2 separate regions of the Mus musculus genome follow, and region 1 is linked to region 2. The links are chromatin contacts, called in public Micro-C maps. All regions are on one chromosome and are shown on one strand. The core of a region is the stretch at or near the end of the contact, and the rest is flanking DNA. Distances in the headings are between cores, read along the strand shown.

Region 1 (4,703 bases), core at 287-2,786, 770 kb after region 2:
TCCCCATCACTGGAGACAGTGGAGATCTGAAGAGAAAGCAGGTCCCCATCTCTGCACGTGCAAGAACTATTCTTGCCCACTTTTAAATAAAAAGAATCCTAAGAGACTCCCTCCTGGAGACTCAAATGACTTTTAGTGTGATATTACTCCAGCATTTGGTGACTAGTGTTACTTTTGTTGTGACACCACTTCAGCCTCCAAGAACTATAAATGTGGACACAATCCTTCACTGTAGCAGCTATACCAGCCTGAAGCCAAAACAAATGCACAAATTAACTCTCAAGAAGCCTACTAGCCTAGCCGAGTAGAGATAGCTCCACCCAGGCAGCTACTGGCCAATCATCAGGTTTACATGTAAATTATACATAGTTCAAATTTTCGCCCTTTAGACAACTGGGCATGGTGTCCTAAACCTACAGTCTCAGCACTTAGGAAGCAAAAGTAGACAGAGCTCTGTTCCAGGAACCAGGGCTACATTGTGAGATTCTCATTCTCTGTCTGTCTGTCTGTCTCTGTCTGTCTGTCTCTCTCTCCACATATATATTATAGATATTCCTTTCCTTTGTTTAAATATATATGTATATCTATTCCTTTTTAAACATATTTCCAGTGTCCTGTAGCCAGAGGGGTGCCAGGTGTGATCTCCATAGGGAACAATGTCCTTAACTGCTCAAAGATTTAAGAACATGGAGTGACCTGGAAAAGGCTGAGTCTTGGGAACTGGTCCTTCCATGGTTCCCAGTGAGTCTAATGAAGCAGCCCCATTGCCCTTCAGTTTGGGGAAGGGAATGCCAAGATTTCACAGGAATATCATCTATGATGACAGCAGCCATTCCTCACCCGGGAAGGAAGCACCTCTGCCCTCTGAATCTTTCCTCACTTCCTTATTAATCCCAGCTTTCAGGGAACCAGCTAGAGGATGGAGGATGGACTCTTGGAAGGCACAGCCAGGATGGCATGAATATTTGAAGGTGCCCCTGAGGGTTCTCGAGCCTAAAGACTGGCTAAAGACATTGGGTACACTATTGACCTTCCCAAATGCAGCCTCCAGAACTGCAGCCAGGAACTCTATCTGTGAGATAGGGGATTAGCAAGGCTACAAAGAATTCCATTCTAGACCTTCAGGCCCACGGAGTTGCTGCCTGGGAGATCAATATACACAAAACATGTTAACTTTTAAGACTCTTTACTGTCGAGACACCTCCACTAGGGTACCCTCCGGGAAAGTCCAAGGCGTCCGAGTACCGGAGGAAGTAAGTGTGGCTTCTTTGGGGCAGTATCTTGTGGCCAGTTCTTAGTCGCGACCCAGAAGCCTGCCCCGAGGGTTGGGAACCCTTAAGAAACTTGGAGATTCATCCTGCGCACGCACAGTGCACCGAGTCCCCAAGAACCAGCTGCACCAAGTTCCAGAACGCTTACTCTGGGACTGAGGTGGCAGCACCCACCCAAGTACCCCTGGTCCGGGCACCCCGCGGGCGGAAGGCGGGGCCAGGGGTGGAGCGTCCTCTGGGCGGGGCCTCGGAGGGGCGGGACCTAGAGGTCTATAAAGAGTGAGGAGCTAGGCGCGCGCGCCCGGTCCGAGCGAGCGCGTCCTTGCTTCAAAGAGATAGTGACTCTCGCGCCTCCGGCTAGGCCTCCAGCCCTTCTCTACCCTACGTCTCATTCTCCGCAACGCAGTTCTCCGGCCCGCAAGCGCTCCAGGCTATCTGCCAGTCCCGGACCCCGGTACTGCGTCCCCATACCGCCCGCTCCAGGACCAATCCAAGCTCCGCAGGCCGCGCACCGCCATGGGGGTGGAGGGCTGCACCAAATGCATCAAATACCTGCTCTTCGTCTTCAATTTCGTCTTCTGGGTGAGCAGCCACTGGGGACAGGGCGCACCCCACGGTAGCCAGGCTGGGCAGCGCGCTAGGCCCTGCTGAGAAGGCGCAGCGCAACCGCGAAGTTGCGGCGCCACCTGTGGGCTCCGTGCGCCGATCGGGGTCCTGGCGCCCCTCGCCAGCGGGTTGAGGCCGAGGGCTGAGCTTCTGGGCCTCGGCTCGAGGGGCTTCTGGGGCCGGGAAATCAGGGGATCGCTGGCCTGTCCCCTCTGAGTGCTGGGAACTGGTGCAAGAGTCTGCGGGCTAGAGCCAGGTAATCAAGAGCCCTCAGCTATGAAGGGGGTACTCGCACCCTCCTGAATGTTGTTTTGGGGACCATCCTGCATCGCGAGCAGTGAGGGGGGTCGAGAAGGGCGGGATCTTGGCGCCCCGCCCCCATGAGCTCATCCTAGCCACCGCCCCTGGATAGGCGGCCTCGAAGTGGTGGGGGCACGCTCCGTACTTGCCTCGGAGACCTCAACCCCACTATTACTCCACCCTTGCTTACCCTCCAGCTTGGTATTGCCACCCTGGGGGCTCGAGCTCCAGGCCTAGAAGGCAGGGCAGCCCGGGCCGCGTGCTGCTGCGCACGGTGCCCCAGTTCTTGGCCACCCCCACCCCCATTCCCCCAGCTGCCCCTCCTCCTTGCCTGTCGTCTCCTGCACAGATTACAGCCCCGGCCTGACCCTTAGATCCTGAGAGGAAGAGGGTATGCAGTTCTGAGTTGGTGAAGGCCAGGGTGTTGCAAAGATCTGGGATCTGTACAAACCAGGAGCTTAGGATCTTTTCCTATATACAGGATCTAAGCTGGGCTCTCCACTTTGGAAAGAAGTGCACACCCATTTGGTCATCTTGGAAAGGAGACATGGGTATAAGAGGGTCTCCAAGTGTCCCTGGGTCCTGACTGTCTTCACTGCTGGGGAGTAGCCATTGGTGGTATGGGCTTCTTTCCATTTCCTAACTGGGTTGGGAATGGGGAGTCTTAACAGACCTGCCTGCGGGCACTTGAGTGAGCAGTGCTGGCCACTCCTCTGGACAGTGGTGCCACCCTCCCTGCTGCAGTGCACAGACTGCTGTTCCCACCACCCTCCTTCCCAGGAAGAAATGAGGTTATGCCAAGACAATGTTTCTCTAAAGTTGTTCCTGAGAGGGCAAACTTGTACAACGGCCCCTGGAGTGAGTGTGTTGGACAGGGGACACCTGTTTTCCATCGAGGACTGCTGAAGATCCCAGGGCGGGTCAGGGTGGGGTGGAGGGGAATAAGACGTTGGGGATGGGCAGGAACTGGGCTGAACTCAGCTGGGGCTATGTATGCTCACGCGGTGCTGCAGGGACCAAGATTGTCAGTCACGGTGACTCCAGAGAACACATTCTAGGGAGCAGCATGGGCGATGGGGTTAAACTTGCTCTGCCCGGGCATGCCTTGGGGTCTCGACTGGGTAGTCATGTTGGACAGTGCTTGCCTACTCTGAACCATGCAAGGAATTGAATGCACCCTCAAGAAGTGTGTTATCCACCCCACCCCACCCCCATTATTCTTCAGATGTGGGATGTCAGGATCCTGTAGGGTATTTCTTTCTTTCTTTTTTTTCTTTTTTTGCTCACCCACCTGATCCAAGCGCTAGACCCTCAGACTCCCTGGAGTGCTGAGGCTGGGTGAAGCTGCTCGTTTCCCAGGCAGCTGGGGTGGAGTCCCAACATGTCCCTGGGGTCTCTATTGAGGCTCCAGGAAACGGTTCTGAAGCCTCTCCCTGCTCCCAGGGACCTGCCTACTGACTGCAGAACAGTGAAAACTGTAGCCTTTCACAATCCCACAGACCTCTCCTCCCTACTCATGTTGGCCCCACAGTGGATAGGGATGTGGAGCAGAACCAGGCTACAACTGGTGGACACCACCCTGGCAGAGGGACTCCTTTTGTCCCTCGTGTGGCAAGGTTTGTACTGTGGCTGATAGTTCCCTGATATCATGAAATTGAACCTTTGGGGAGCCCCACCCCACCACTCTGGCCCTTAGTCTTCACTTCCTCCCTCTAAAGTGGGAGTTCTTGGGGGTCTCTGTCTCCTAGGATTGTGTGTAGACTAGCTAATGTACTCCAGAGTGGGGCAAGGGGCTTGGAGCAGAGAAGGCTCAGGAAATGGACACTGGACACAGTCTCCAAAAGGGAGTGGGGCCAAAGGAAGCTGAGCAATGATGTCAGAAGGGCCTAAGGAGGGGGCTGAGAGGTCCTTTGGGCCGTGGTGGGGGCGGGGGCTAAGAGCTCTAAGAAGGGAGATTTGGTTGACAGTAAATGTTTCGATGGACACTTTTTAAAATTTCCAGTTTGAAGATTAAAGTGGTTTCTCTGTGGGAGGGGACATTCCGGGCACACTAACCTGCCTGCTGTCACTCCCACCAGTCCTCCTTGGGCTTGAGTTCAGAACCTATATTGGGGCCAGCAGAGTTCTGGACTCCCAAGATATATGGGGCAGGACACAAACCTGAAAGATGAGCGGTGAGCAGCAGAGACCATGTAAGATGCTCTTAGAAGCAGGGTGGTTACTCATCCCCTGAGACAGGTCTGGGATTAAGGGTCCAGTCTCCTCTGGCAATAGTCACCGGCTGGCAATAGGGCAGGAGAGCAGGGGATGGTTTATCACTGTGCCAGCCTATGGCCTCGGGTGGGTCTGTAGGAGCTTTGTGTGACAATGTCTCCATAGGAGTAGTCAGTTAAGGAGAAGAATCTTCACTGTGTTCCCCGACAGAACAGGCTGTTCCTCCAGCCTAAGGCTGCTGGTGGCCCCCGTCCAGTAGCCCAGGCAGCCAGACCCACCACAAAAGGCTGATTACAGCCTCTCAACTGGCAT
Region 2 (4,931 bases), core at 1,127-3,626:
TGTGTCATAGCTTAGGATTCTCTTGTGCATGGTGTTGTCTGGTCCTATATATTACTTGTTTCCCTTTTCCTTTCTCAAGCAGACTACCTCATCTTCCTTCCCACAGATGTTCCCATTAACTTGTAAACATTAACAAGTGTCCATCAGAAGATGCCCAGCCCCCTTCCTTTGAGCTGTAAAGAGACATGGGCAAACCTTGTTCCCATCCCATCCCATCACTAGCACTTCCTGCTGTTTGTGTGCCTGCCTCCTGGGTTTCAGGCTCCACTTGCCCACCTCAGCACTCACTCTCATCAGGCTGTAACATTGGTGGCTTCCTCCTCTGACCTGAAACCTGTGACTCACAGGTCACTTGGTCATCTTCTTCTCCTGGGCTATGCCAGACCTTGGTATTCACAAGCGGGATTTGAGGGAATTGCCCCATCCTTTCTTCCCAACATGACTTTCCTTTCTTAGAAAATATCATCCTGTGTAAGTGTAGTGTTTTTCAACAAACTAGAGTGTGGACATGTATGTCTTTCATCCCAGCATCTGGGAGCCAGAGGCAGACAGATCTCTGTGAGTTCTAAGCTAGCTGGGTCTTTATAGAGAGTTACAGGTCAGCCAGAGTTACAAGGTCACAGCACAGATCTAAATCTAGAGGGAGGTTCTGAATTCCCAGGTTCTTCTACTGTATTCCAGTGAGTTGTATGGACCCATGGGCAGGTAAAGGATGGGAGGGGATTCATTCCTGGGGAAGATTCCACCTTATGAGAGCCATGAGAATGATGGGTTGGTAATGGGCATGACCATACTTTGACCAGGACTGCTTAGCTATGGACACCTCCTCTCCATTTAAATCTGAATATCAAGTAGGGATGCCAGAGAGTGGCCCTCTCTGTTCCCCTTTCAATGTGGCCACCTCTACTAAGTGTCTCTTCTCTGTGTTTTGTTATTACTAGTCTGTGTAACTGTGCTGTGGAGGAAGGGTGGTTGAACCTTGATTTTTAGAGCTCCAGGGCCCAACCTCCAGATCCTAAGTATTTCACTGAGGATTTGAGTAGACAGTCAAGATATGCTCACAGCTAGGTGACCTGGGTTGGAGCGAAGTATAGGGATCCACCCTGGGGCAGTATTACTTTGCCTGACAAAGTTTCTCATCTTCCCAGTCAACCAGTATTAGCTATTTTGACTCTACAGGGTACAGCAGAGAAATAAATTGAGTTTTTTGAGAGCATCAGCCTTTCTTGGCCATTGGTGAGCTTAGCTGGGAAGTTCATATGAGGAAGAAGGACCCTTCCTTCATAAGAGAGTCCTTGGGGCTCAGAGCAGCAAAGGTGACATGGAGTAATTTACAACTTTGCAAATCTGGTCCTCAGCACCCTGTGGCACCCTGAATGAATGCAGAGCACATCTTAACAATCCTCCTGCAGGGGACATCACTCCCTCCCCTTCCTTTTTAGCTGAGTAATCAGGAGGGCACAGTCTTACCCAGCAGCTGGTCTCATCTTTCTGCTGCTCTGCTTTGTCTTTTGGTGAACACATTCGTATGTGGGTTCATCTCTTTATTTCCTATCCTGCTTATTTTTGACCTTATTATGTACTCAATCTTGCAGGGCAAGCTTGATTTTTAGTGTGTACTATAAACACCTAATTTGGTTGCATGTTAGTGAGAGACTTGGGTGTAGGATGACTAGCAGGGGTCCTGTTTTATTTTGTTTTGTTTATTTGTATGAGGACATAGATGGGCACCCTAAATGTTGGAGACCATACCATAAGAAAGTAGGCCTTTCAAAGTTTTCCACCCTAACAAGCCAAATGGCCTTGTGCTAAGGAGCTGGTCTTCACCCCCTCCTCCCTGTTTCCTTCCTGGCACCTGAGGCTGTAAAAAGCTGAATTATAGTCCCCTCTTCCTTATCTCTTCCTGACTCCCAAGACTTCAAAGGACATGAGTTACAAGCTGAGCCCAGCCTGACACCCAAGGCTGTTAAGGAGGATTCTACATTCCAGAGATAAGAGTGCCTGGCCGCCTGCAGTTTGAATTAGGCCTTCATGTCCCCAGATGCCCACTTCTTTGTTCTTAGTTGATCCCCCTCAACCCCTCCCTATTCCCCTTAAAACCTGGCATTTCAGCCTAATAAACTGAGACCTTGATAGGAACCCTTCTTTGTCTCTGCGTCTCCTTCCTTTCCTCGCATTTCTCTTCAGGTTTGTGGTCCCCCTTGCACCCAGGAAGAACTGGGTCCTGCTGGGTGGGACAAGTGGCGCCTAACTGAGGTTCGGAGCGTTTTGCCTTAGGTGGAGATTACGGAGTTTGACTCCCCCAGAGAAGTTCGTAGGGACCCCAAGAAAAAAGAAGTGAAGGACTGCTTCAGCAGCTCACCGGAGAGAGAAATCCTTGGTAAGTGATTCATCTCCACTGAGAAATGGGAACTAAGCTTTCTAAAGAGGCAGCCTTTATAAAAGGCTTAAAGGTGGCTCTCAGGGAAAGAGGAGTTAGAGTTAAAAAGAAAGATTTGATAAACTTTTTTATTTTCATAGACCAGGCAGGTCCATGGTTTATTATAGATGGCGCAGAGATACATTGTAAGAAATGGATAAGAGTAGGAAGAGAATTAAGTGAAATTTTGGCAAAGCAGGACCCCGATGCTATTCCTGCAAATATATTTACTTATTGGAGTCTAATCCGTGATTTAATACAAAGTGCAGTTGATGATCCAGAGAAACAGCAGCCTTTGTCAGTGGCAGAATATTGCCTCTGTCCCCTGTCTCTGGAAGCTTCAGAGAGCTCCCTCCCTACTAAAAAGCCTCCAATAGCTGCAGACAGGCCCGAAGTCCTGCAGACTGCTCTCTACCCCCATATCCCGGTAAGCGCATTGCCTGCTGACCCGCCACTGATCAATCTAGAATTTAAAAAATCTTTGGCTGAAAGCCCTTTAATTTCTGGGGACACAGACACTTTAGAGGAAGAGATAGTCCGTCCCCGTAAGCCCGAGCGATTGCCGGGCGCTTCAGCTCCTCCCTGCAATGCCTCGTCCTACCTGCCACCAATCTGCGCTCCCGAGCCGTGGCCCCAGGCGCTGCCGGTCCCTACTCTCATTGATGCTAAAGACAAGCTCGCGTCTCAGGTAGCAGGATTACAAGAAGTTTTAGAGCTCCAGCAACAGTACGCCCGCCTTTCCACAGAGCTCGCTTCACTCCAAAATTCTTTAAAAGAGACTATCCTTGCCCCTCCCCCAGCCTCAGCCTCGGGCGGCGTAAAAAAGAAAGCTCCGCGAGCGGTAAAAACTAAAACATTGGCTTCCCCCGTAATTACTCGCTCCACGAGAGCTGCTAGCTACGACCCGCCCACTTCTACGGCGGAGACACAGCCCCCAGCCACCCGTGCCGAATCTGCTTCTGCAGAAATTGGGCCTTTAGAAAGGCCCCAGGCCGACCTCTCCTCGGACACTAACAGCGAGGGCGGAGAAGATTATGAGTGTGAAAACGAAGTAGAACGTGAGCCAGAGGAACAAATTTCTGCTCCTGTCCAACAAACAGAATTCCGCAGACTACGTTTTAAGCTCTTAAAAGAGCTTAACTCTGCGGTTAGAACTTATGGCCCATCTGCCCCCTACACGCTTTCGCTCCTAGAAGCTCTTCCGGGAGGCGAACATATGCTCCCTAGTGAGTGGATCAAAGTAATCCAAACTGTGTTAACACGCGGGCAATTTCTCTCATGGAAAGCCGATTTCCTCGATCGGTGCCAGACAATTGCAGTGGCTAATCAGAAAAATCCTCGGGCGCCATCTGCTGGCTGGACCTTTGAAAAGCTTTCTGGTCAAGGTAAATACGCGACAGAAGCCAGGCAAAAACACTTCTCTGTGGGTCTTTTGGCTCAGACTGCTAATGCAGCCCTGGGAGCTTGGCGCGGTATTCCTATGAAAGGTTCAGTTATTACGCCTCTAACCAAAGTCATTCAAGGAGCCCAGGAAGACTATAGTGATTTTGTGAGTCGTTTGCTTGAGACTGCAGAGAGGACCCTGGGTCATGCAGACAATAAACTTGTTAAACAATTGGCTTATGAAAATGCTAATTCGGCATGCAAAGCTGTCTTGCGCGGTAAGATTAGAAACAAGGATCTTAATGAGATGATTCATCTTTGCCGTGATGTAGATATGTTCACTCACAAAATGTCCCAGACAGTCAGTCTTGCAATGGGTGCAGCTCTTCAGCCTGTTATGGCATTAGGCGCGGCTCTTCAGCAAGCCAGCCGGCAGAAAAGCTGTTTTAAATGTGGTCAGCCTGGACACTTCGCACGACAGTGTCCCACTGCGCTTTCCCTTAACGGTGCTCCAGCACCACCTACTGACTATTCTTCTCGGCCTACACGGCCCAATTTTCTTTGTCCACGCTGCAAAAAAGGCAAACATTGGGCAAGCACCTGCCGATCCCCAACAGATGCTTCTGGGAATCTCCTGCCTCCCTTTTAGGGAAACAGGTATGGGGGACATCCCAGATTCCCCAAAACCACCCCATTTCTTCCAGCCACAGGGAACAGCCGGCAGACAAAACAGCCACTGGTCTCTCCCGAGCCACTACAGGTAGCGCAGGATTGGACTTGTTTTTGGACTCAGTTTTAACACCCCCCCCCCACGCCCCCCGTGAGAGGATGGCGTTCACATCCTTCTCAGGGGGTCTATGGGCCTCCTCCACCCAATACTTATTTTCTAATATTAGGGCGTGCTTCCGCTACTTTAAAAGGACTTACTGTCCATCCCTCATTAGTAGATAATGACTACACTGGAGAAATTAAAATTTTAGTTAGTGCCTCTCAAAGTCCAATATCTATATTCAAAGGGCAACGTCTAGCACAAGCCCTGCCTCTACCTTTAGACACTTCCTATCCTTTAGACACTTCCTATCCAGCAATGGGCACACGTCGTGGCTCCTCGCAGCCAGGGTCATCAGAC

Evidence for each region. Hi-C and Micro-C count contacts between places; a contact is called where the count stands out from the background.
Region 1: a Micro-C map of embryonic stem cells shows a contact between it and region 2, with 11 times the contacts expected there. The contact joins the promoter of Cd81 here to the promoter of B130016D09Rik in region 2. A contact is called at or near these places in 2 of 39 promoter capture datasets (hippocampal neurons and liver) and 1 of 484 Hi-C or Micro-C datasets (embryonic stem cells).

What each region holds. Positions count from the first base shown.
Region 1 is chr7:143,051,214-143,055,916 of GRCm38.p6, forward strand. Cd81 (CD81 antigen) reads left to right here and starts at 1,537. Exons shown (of 8, transcript NM_133655.2): 1 at 1,537-1,853. The coding sequence starts at 1,788. It overlaps R74862 (expressed sequence R74862), which reads right to left and starts at 2,473. Exons shown (of 5, transcript NR_110354.1): 1 at 1,824-2,473.
Region 2 is chr7:142,281,087-142,286,017 of GRCm38.p6, forward strand. It overlaps B130016D09Rik (a long non-coding RNA gene), which reads left to right and starts at 2,377. Exons shown (of 1, transcript XR_003946899.1): 1 at 2,377-4,931. Gm45889 (a long non-coding RNA gene) reads left to right here and starts at 2,128. Exons shown (of 2, transcript XR_870059.2): 1 at 2,128-2,380.